Regions from separate parts of the Mus musculus genome. Here region 2 is linked to region 1. The links are chromatin contacts, called in public promoter capture Hi-C maps. All regions are on one chromosome and are shown on one strand. Each heading gives the region's core, a stretch centred on a gene start, on an enhancer-like site or on the middle of the called end of the contact. The rest is flanking DNA. Distances are from core to core; before and after follow the strand shown.

Region 1 (4,493 bases), core at 68-2,567:
TCATGACCTGAGTTCAATTTCTGGGACCCACATGGAAGGAGACAAGTTGTAGATTAAGACGCGGAGAAAAAAGCCAGGCGTGAGCTGGGCGTGGTGGCGCAAGCCTTTAATCCCAGCACTCGGGAGGCAGAGGCAGGTGGATTTCTGAGTTCGAGGCCAGCCTGGTCTACAAAGTGAGTTCCAGGACAGCCAGGGCTATAGAGAAACCCTGTCTCAAAAAAAACAAAACAAAAAAAAAAAAAAAAAAAAAAAAACTGCGGGAAAAAGAACAACAAAGCAAAAGCCAGCTGCAAGAAATGCCTTGGACATTTTTTTCTTGTTTTAAGACAAAATCTTACGTAGCCCAGAACCAGCTTTGAACTCTTCACCCTCTGGCCTCCTAAATGATGGGATTATAGGCATACACTACCATGTCTGACTTAATTCATTTAACTTTTAAATTACAGTTTTAAAAATGTTGTGTATAGCCGGGCATGGTGGCGCATGCCTTTGGTCCCAGCACTTGGGGGGCAGAGGCAGGCGGATTTCTGAGTTCGAGGCCAGCCTGCTCTACAGAGTGAGTTCCAGGACAGCCAGGCTATACAGAGAAACCCTGTCTCGAAAAACAAAAGAAAGAAAGAAAGGAAGAAAGGAAGGAAGAAAGAAAGAAAAATGTTGTGTATATGGGCATATGGGTGCTATGGCATGCGTGTGGAGATCATAACTTAAAAAAAAAAAAAAAGCCCATTCCTTTTTTTTTTTTTTTCCATTCTCTATTCCCTAGTTTCTACTTGACAGTCTTCAAGATAAGTACTTCGTGCTAAGGGCCAGGCCCTCACTAGCTTAGGACACTGTCCCATACTTGTATTTCCATTTACAGATGCGAGGCCGAGAACTGACTTGCCTTCGGTCACAGTGCTAGTAAACGGTAAACAGGGTTCCATCTAAGGCTTCACGCCTGGGGGCCCACGTAATTCCGGAACATCCCTCTTCCCGCACTGCTGTCCATCCTGGTTCCCTAGAGACTGAGCAGCGCCATCAAGCGCCCCGAGGCTCCCGCAAGTGAAGCGGACGACACTGCGCCCAGGGACGGCCGGCGCGAACAACACAACGGCCTCAGCCAAGGCAGGGCGGAGACGCGGGGCAGCGGCCCACCTGCTCAGAGCCGGCTCCTCGTCGCTCGGCTCTTCCACCGCGTACGGGTCATAGTCATCCTGGAGTCGGTTCATGGCGACCTGAGGACGCCTACACCGCCCCGGCGTCTGTGTACTCCGCCAGCGCCTTCCCCAAAGCTTCCCGGAGACTCCACTTCCGCCCGTACTGCGAGTCCTTCCTGTGCGCCTGCGCAAGCCGTCCAGTGACAAGGATGCAAGAGACGGGGCGTGCGGAGGGTCAATGTTAACACGTCTCTACGTTTTCTTTTCCGCTGAAAATAGCAGTTGTCTTTGTGCATTTTTCTTCTCGCCGCCGCCGCCGCCGCCACCTCCTCCTCCTCCTCCTCTTAACTTAAGCTTTATTTAGGTTTTGAAAAGGTCTCACTAACCCAGTCTAACCTGTAACCAGTTATGTAGCCCAGGCTGGCTTCGCTCTGCTTACCGTGACCTGCGGAGAGCTGAGATTACAGTTGTATATCACTATCCAGTCAGATTTATTTCTTCAAAGTTGTTATCTTAGCCCTTCTCTCATGGTTTTTATTAGGTTTATTGGCTGTGTGCAAGTAAATAATGTATAATAGACCTACTCAGAAAAACACCACGGAAAAACGATTTTTCTTTTACTAGTTAAACTTAACAAGGGTGGATCTCTTAGAATCCTGTCCTCCGCTAGCAGAAACTGAATTGAGCTAAAAAAAACTTTTTCTTTGCCCAGAGCCTGGGCAGAAGCTTAGGTTTTGAATTCCAGATTCGATTGCCCACTACCAACAAACCCCGCCCCCGCCTCACAGCCTTAGTGGGCGGAGTCGCGTTGAGGGGCCTACAGACGAGTTCCCGCGGCGTCACCACAAAGGCGTGGAATATGTAGATGAGAATTTCACGCAAAGGCTACCGGTTCTCCCTAAATAGACATTTTTTTCCGTTATTGATAATATTTACATAATATAAGCGTATATTTATGGATCAAGGTTAGAAAAGAGAATATAATGTAGAGAAGACGCATTGAGGAAGAGACCGTAGTTATAAAGTAAGTATACAATGATGGAGAGCCTGCACACGGCACTCGCAACTCATACTTACCTGGCAGGGGAGATACCATGATCACGAAGGTGGTTTTCCCAGGGCGAGGCTCATCCATTGCACTCCGGATGTGCTGACCCCTGCGATTTCCCCAAATGCGGGAAACTCGACTGCATAATTTGTGGTAGTGGGGGACTGCGTTCGCGCTCTCCCCTGGCATTTTTGTTGAAAAAATAGAAAACATTTACTTTAGCATTGCGAAAGACTTGCTTTCTACCTGGTGTTTTAGTTTTTTTTTTTTTTTTTTTTTTAAAGATTTATTTATTTATTATATATAAGTACACTGTAGCTGTCTTCAGACACTCCAGAAGAGGGCATCAGATCTCATTACGGGTGGTTGTGAGCCTGGTTGCTGGGATTTGAACTTCGGACCTTCGGAAGAGCAGTCGGGTGCTCTTACCCACTGAGCCATCTCACCAGCCCTAGGTTTATTTTTGAATGATGTGTAAGGTAATTGTCAGTTGAAATAAGTTTTACTATCTCAGTTAGCACCAACAACTTGTTTTCTTTTTTTTCTGGTGTTTTCAAGACAGGGTTTCTCTGTCCTCGAACTCACTTTGTAAAAAGGTCAGATACTAACTGTTTAGGTGAAGCAAACCCAAAAGGTGTTGTATTTGCTAAGCTTTATGTAAACATGACACTAACTTCATGAAAACTTTGAGAAGATTCATATTGGGAAGTTGGACATCTTAATCTGTACAGGATGGAAAGGCTCATTGTGGGCGGTACTACCCCTGGGCCGGCACTCCTGCCTGCTAAGGTATGAGGGACTAGTAAAGTAAGCAACATGCCTCCACAACCTTTTCTTCAGTATTTGCTACATCCTGTTTCTGCCTTGAAATAAACCCTTTCTGTTCTGAAATAAACCCTTCCTCCCCAAGTTAGTTGATTTTGATCCTGGACCAGAAACCATAAGACAGGCATCATTTGTTGCGACCCAATTAATTTCATTAGGTTTGTCTGTATGAAATTTAATGTAATCTGGGAGGTGAGGGGTCTCCCCTCTAATATGTACTGTTATTTTGCTACATTATCATGTTGCCACGATGCCTTCTAAATATTTATATTTATACTCAAGGATTTGTGTTGCTTTCAATTGTCCGGTTGAAAAACTGCCAAGCGTTTTTCTGCAGCACATTAGTGTAGAGGTTTCTGAGGAGATCCACAACTGGTCAAAATGCAAAGAATAAGGAACAGGGCTCAACTGCAGGTGAATGGTCTATATCTGCTCCCACCCGAGATTCTGGGAACTCGGGAGAGGCCAGTCTTCTGTGAGAACTGTCTAGACAGGACCCAGCTGCTGCATGCATCACCTCACTGAAGCTGTGGTTACCAGCACAACGAGGTTGCAGGGATAGCTCAGTGGCTAAGAACACTTGCAGAAGACCAGATTTTCCTTCCCAGCACTGAGTGGGGCAGCTCATCTGCCTGTAACTCCAGTTCCAGAGGCAGAGCAAGGATATTGCCCAAGACCTTGGTAAATAGAGAGAAATCAAGGAAGATGCGCTATCTCAACCTGTAACTTTTTCCCACATTCAAACACACACACATGCGCTCATACATGTAAACATACATGCACACCGCACATATCTACATGCTTTTTGCTTTTTCGGGTTTATTTTTGGGGTGGGGGTTGTTTTGGGTTTTGTCCTCCTGGAACTTACTATGTAGATCAGCTAGCTTTGAACTCACAGAGATCTGCTTGCTTCTGTCTCGGGCCCAGTCCAAAATAAATTTTAAATTGGTGTGTGTGCGCGCTTGCAAGTGTGCCTGCCTGCCTGCCTGATCCCCTGGAGCTATAGTTATAGGCACTTGTGTAATGCCTGACATAAGTGCTGGGAACCAAAGTTGGACCCTCTACAAAAGAATCTAGTACTCTTTTTTAAAAATATTTATTTATTTTATGTATGTGAGTACATGGTAGCTGTCTTCAGACGCACCAGAAGAGGTCCCATTACAGATGGGACCCATTGGATCCCATTACAGATGGTTGTGAGCCACCATGTGGTTGCTTGGAGTTGAACTCAGGACCTCTGGCAGAGCAGTTAGTGCTCTTAACCACTGAGACATCTCTCCAGCCCCAGAACCAAGTACTCTTAAGCAGCGAGTGAGCTATTTCTCCGGAATCCAAAACAAATTTTAAAAATTAGAACTTGCTTTGTGGTGATGGTGCACACCTTTAATCCCAGAACTTGGGAGGCAGAGACAGGCCAATCTCTGAGTTTGAGGCCACCCTGGTCTACCAATTGAGTTCCAAGAGAGCCAGGGATACAGAGAGAA
Region 2 (4,641 bases), core at 1,934-4,433, 4.4 Mb after region 1:
TGGGGAAGATCCACTCTAAATGTGGCTTACACCATTAAGGGCTGGGGTTCTAAATTGAATAAAAAAGAAAATGTGAGCTGAGCACTTGTTTCTATCTGCTTCCCGACTGTGGCTGCCACAGGACCAGCCACCTTAGGATCTTACCAGCATGTCTTCACCGCCATGGTGGATTGTGTTCTCAAACTGTGTGCCAAATGACCCTTTCCTTCAGTTGCTCTTGACAGGTATTTTCTTTCCAGAATAAGAAAAGTAGCTAACGTTGGATCACTGATGCTGCCTGAGCGCGGAGCGGATCAGCCTCGCCTTGCCTTCTACCTAGTACCATCCCGAAGCTCATAGCGTGTAGAAGCCCCAGTAGAGCCGAAGAATAGGACCGGCTCACTGATGCTCCAGCCCTGGGCAACCTGAGTTGTGTGGCCTTATATTCTATTTAGTACCGTCATTAAACTGCTAAGCTCAGGGACCCCTCTCCTCTAGAGCACTAGTTCTCAACCTTCGTAATGATATAACCCTTAAGTACAGTTCTTCATGCTGTGGGGACCTCCAGCCATAAAATTATTTTGCTACTGTTATAAATTGTAATGTTAATATCTGTGTTTTCCAATAGTCTTAGGCAACCCCCGTGAAAGGTTGAGAACCACTGCTCTAAAGTCTACAGAAGTAAGAAATATCCTTTATTCTGTAGGTTGCCGTAGGACCTCCTATCCCAGCTTCCTCAATGGTAATGAAAGGAAGAAAGAAAGAAAGGAAGAAAGAAAGAAAGAAAGAAAGAAAGAAAGAAAGAAAGAAAGAAAGGAAGAAAGGAAGAAAGAAAGAGAAAGGAAGAAAGAAAGAGAAAGAAAGAAAGAGAAGAAAAGAAAGAGAAGGATAAACTTTAAAGAACATAATCTGCCTAGGCACATCTCTCCAAGGAACTTGGAATCATTGTTTAAAACTACCACTACATGGATTTGCTTGTTTTCCTAATAATCCCTTCTAATATTTAAATTCATTTATGTCGTTCGTCATATAAAGGAAACCTAAACATTCCACTTAAAAGCCACGCATGCTGGTATGGGTGTGGACTCGCAGAAGTTGGGGAACAAAAGCAGAGACTTTCAGCCGTGAAGGGACAGATGTAAGGCACTGACCCACTATCACTCACAGCAGCCTGGAGGAGTTTCATAATCTTTTAAAAATATTTATTTTTAATTATTTTATGTGCATGAGTATTTCACCTGCACGTGTATATATGTACTCTTCGTGTGTCTGCTCGCCATGAAAGCGAGAAGAGGTTATCGGGTTCCCCTGACTGGAGCTATCGGTGGTTGTAAGCTGCCCTGAGGGCGATAGGAACCACACTCAGGCCCTCTTGGAAAACAGCCAGTTAGATTAACCACTGGGTCATCTCTCCAATGCCAAACATTTATTTTATTCCTGAGTGTGTGTGTGTGTGTGTGTGTGTGTGTGTGATATGTATTATAAATATATAAATAGATGGGAGGGGACACCTGGGTTCAGTTCCCAGCATCAACATTAACCTTGTCTGTAACTCCAGTTCCAGTGATCCCACCCCCCACTTCTGGTCTCTAAGGGCATCATGCATACATGCATGTAGTTGCACAGATAAACATGAGGGCAAAATACCCATACATGCAAAATAATAGTAAAATTTAAAAGATCCTATCTTTTATGTATAGATAACTCAGTGAAACCTTGTTTACAATTAGAATTAAATAATTTTTAGACTTAATTGCTTTTTACCAAAGAAAAAATCTTGGTTTTCTATATTGCTTCCTGCTAATATGCTATACACCTTCAAGCTTCTTCAAAGATATTTCCTGTCACCCTCTCCTTTTCTCCCTTTCTCTCTCTCCCTCTCCCCCTCCCCACCCTTCTCTCTGAGGGGGAGTAAGTATTTCCAGACAGGATTCTCTGGCTGTCCTGGAACTAGCTCTGTAAACCAGGCTAATCCACCTGCCTCAACCTGTCATGTGCTGGGATTAAAAGGCATGTTACCACCTGACTTTTCTCTTCTTCTTCTTCTTCTTCTTCTTCTTCTTCTTCTTCTTCTTCTTCTTCTTCTTCTTCTTCTATTTCTTCTTCTTCTTCTCCTCCTCCTCCTCCTCCTCCTCCTCCTCCTTCTCCTCCTTCTCCTCCTCCCCTTCCCCCCTTCTTCTTTTTGGTTTTGGTTTTATTCAAGACTGGGTTTTTCTGTGTATCCTTGGCTGTCATGGTATTCGTTTTGTAGATAACAGGTGCTGTTAACATTGATAAGATAATGAAATTCTTCCTCACCTATCCAGTTATGAGCCTCCACACAAATAGCATACAGGATAAGACCAAGTTACTGTTACTAAAAACAAAACAAAAATTCTTGTTCCTTTTCAGGGAGAAAACTTGTAAGGATTTGACCTTTGCATTTGTGTAACATTTTTCCGAACTAAAACGTGTACCTCTATGTCAAGTACAAAACCAGCGTCCATATTGGCATTGTGGGTAGGGCAAAGTGGAATCCAGAAAATACACACAGGAAACCACTGGCAACTTCTCCAGACCCTCTATTATACCCGCAGGCATTAGGCCCTGCTGGAAACAACTTTGCTCAGGATCAGAATATAAATTGCCTCTTCATCGAGATCTGACGACCTGTTGGACCTAGGTCCGCAGCCTCAATTTCCTTATCATTAAGCACCATCTCATTCAAGTTTCTAGTTTTTAACGACTAAGGCACGCAAAGCGATTCTCAGTGTCCACAATAACTATTAGCTGTTAGGATGAAGACTCCTGGTGGTTCAGTTCACTAATGGAAGACAGCCTGCGCCTCCCTGCACTCTGGGCATGCGCAACAGCCATTATTTGCCATGCCCTTTTCTGATTAAACCTCTTGGGGAAGGAAAAAAAGGATGTATAGCCTCTTCCGTCCCATGGGAAGAGTTTAGGCGCACTATGAAGTCAGCGACATGTCAAGTTTAAGAGGATGCCTTTGCAGACCCCCGAGATTGGATCTATCACACCGACGTAATCCCTCCCCGCTCTGCGCAAGCAGCGGAGCGCAACCACGGCAGGCGGCGAGGGGAGGAGCTGAGTGACTTGCCGGCTTCTCATTGGTCCAGAATCACGGATCGACAAGCTTCTTCCCCTTCCGGTCCTCGGGTGGTCCAGGCCCGAGAAGAAGCCCGCGATCATTGGCTGGGGCCGGCTGTCAGTCCTTCCGCGTGGAGCGGCGGGCGCGGTGCGGCGCTGCGCGGCCTGGAGAGCGGTCGCGAAGCCTGCTGCAGAGAGAAGATGGCGGTCGCCGTGAGAGCTTTGCAGGAGCAGCTAGAGAAGGCCAAAGAGAGCCTCAAGAATGTGGACGAGAATATCCGCAAGCTCACCGGGCGGGACCCGAATGATGTGAGGTACGGATCGGACGGAACCCCAGAGGTTGGCGAGGTCCGGGGCCTCGGGGCCGGGCGCACCCGGGACAGAGGGCAACCGGCCGCTTGTGGGCCGACTGGGGTCAAGGGGCCCGTTTCCCGGGCGGCGGGCGAGCCCTCTGCTCGGCTAGGCGGGGAGACGCCATGCCTGCGCCTAGGGCACTGGGTGCGAGTGCTTGCGAATGGAAGGAAGGCCCGCCCGGCTGCCCGGCGTGGTTTCCGCGCCCCCGGGAAGGCCGAGACCACGGCTTCCCGCCCTTGGCGCTGCAGGCCCGGAACTGCAGTACAAAGCCCCTTTCCACCCCTGCGGCTCCGAACCCTTGTCAAGTCGGAGACCCCCGGGGGAAGCAGTGGCTGCCTCTCCCTGCTGGCTTGGGTGTCCTTCCCTTGAGGTTGGCAGATAGGACCTGACCCAGACTTATTAATATGTAGCAGTCTCGAGATACATATATTTTCGTAACGGTGGTCTTGGGGAAGCAAGAAAGAGGATTTTAATGTTTGGTTTCGAAGAAGTGGATCTGAAACGGTCATTTTAGAATTATTTGTGTTCATTTCTACGTAGTGTGTACCTTAGTGTGTGGAAGTATATGAAGCCCTCTCATGTGTCTGCATAGGACTTTTACACTGATTATAATTCTTTTTTAGGCCCATCCAAGCCAGATTGCTGGCCCTTTCTGGTCCTGGTGGAGGTAGAGGACGAGGTAGCTTATTGCTAAGGTAAGGAGATGATAACTGCCTTGTTTCTAATAAATGTATTGCAAAAGTAGAGGTTGGAGAATATTAGAACAGTTTCATATGCACTACACTTGGGAGGCAGAGGCAGGCGGATTTCTGAATTCAAGGCCAGCCTGGTCTACAAAGTTACAAAGTGAGTTCCAGGACAGCCAGGGCTATACAGAGAAACCCTGACTGGGGGGTGGGGGTGGGGGGGGGACAGTTTCATATAAACTTAACTGTTTTTAAGTTCTGTTAAGGCTTTTGACATCTAAGAATGTAATTGGTGGTAGGGTGTTGTTCATGTAATTGTTTGCTTAAGTTTGCTTCACTTGTGTTTTTCTTCTTTATGAAATCAACTAAATTCTCTAGTCGACTAGAAATACCAGTTTCTGCTAATGTTTCTCGAGCTTTAGGTTGGATGTTTCTCATTGCAGGCGTGGATTCTCAGATAGTGGAGGAGGACCCCCAGCCAAACAAAGAGACCTGGAAGGGGCAGTCAGTAGGTATGGTTTCAAAAGATGTCTGG

What was found. Promoter capture Hi-C pulls out the DNA fragments that hold promoters and counts their contacts.
Region 2: a contact with region 1 is called in a promoter capture Hi-C map of pre-B cells. The contact joins the promoter of Pnn here to the promoter of Eapp in region 1. A contact is called at or near these places in 3 of 39 promoter capture datasets (the C10 cell line, cranial neural crest and pre-B cells).

The regions. Positions count from the first base shown.
Region 1 is chr12:54,694,577-54,699,069 of GRCm38.p6, forward strand. It overlaps Eapp (E2F-associated phosphoprotein), which reads right to left and starts at 1,318. Exons shown (of 6, transcript NM_025456.4): 1 at 1,135-1,318. The coding sequence starts at 1,208. Gm22513 (a small nuclear RNA gene) reads left to right here and starts at 2,206; the gene lies at 2,206-2,369.
Region 2 is chr12:59,063,736-59,068,376 of GRCm38.p6, forward strand. It overlaps Pnn (pinin), which reads left to right and starts at 3,184. Exons shown (of 9, transcript NM_008891.2): 1 at 3,184-3,380; 2 at 4,044-4,115; 3 at 4,550-4,618. The coding sequence starts at 3,268.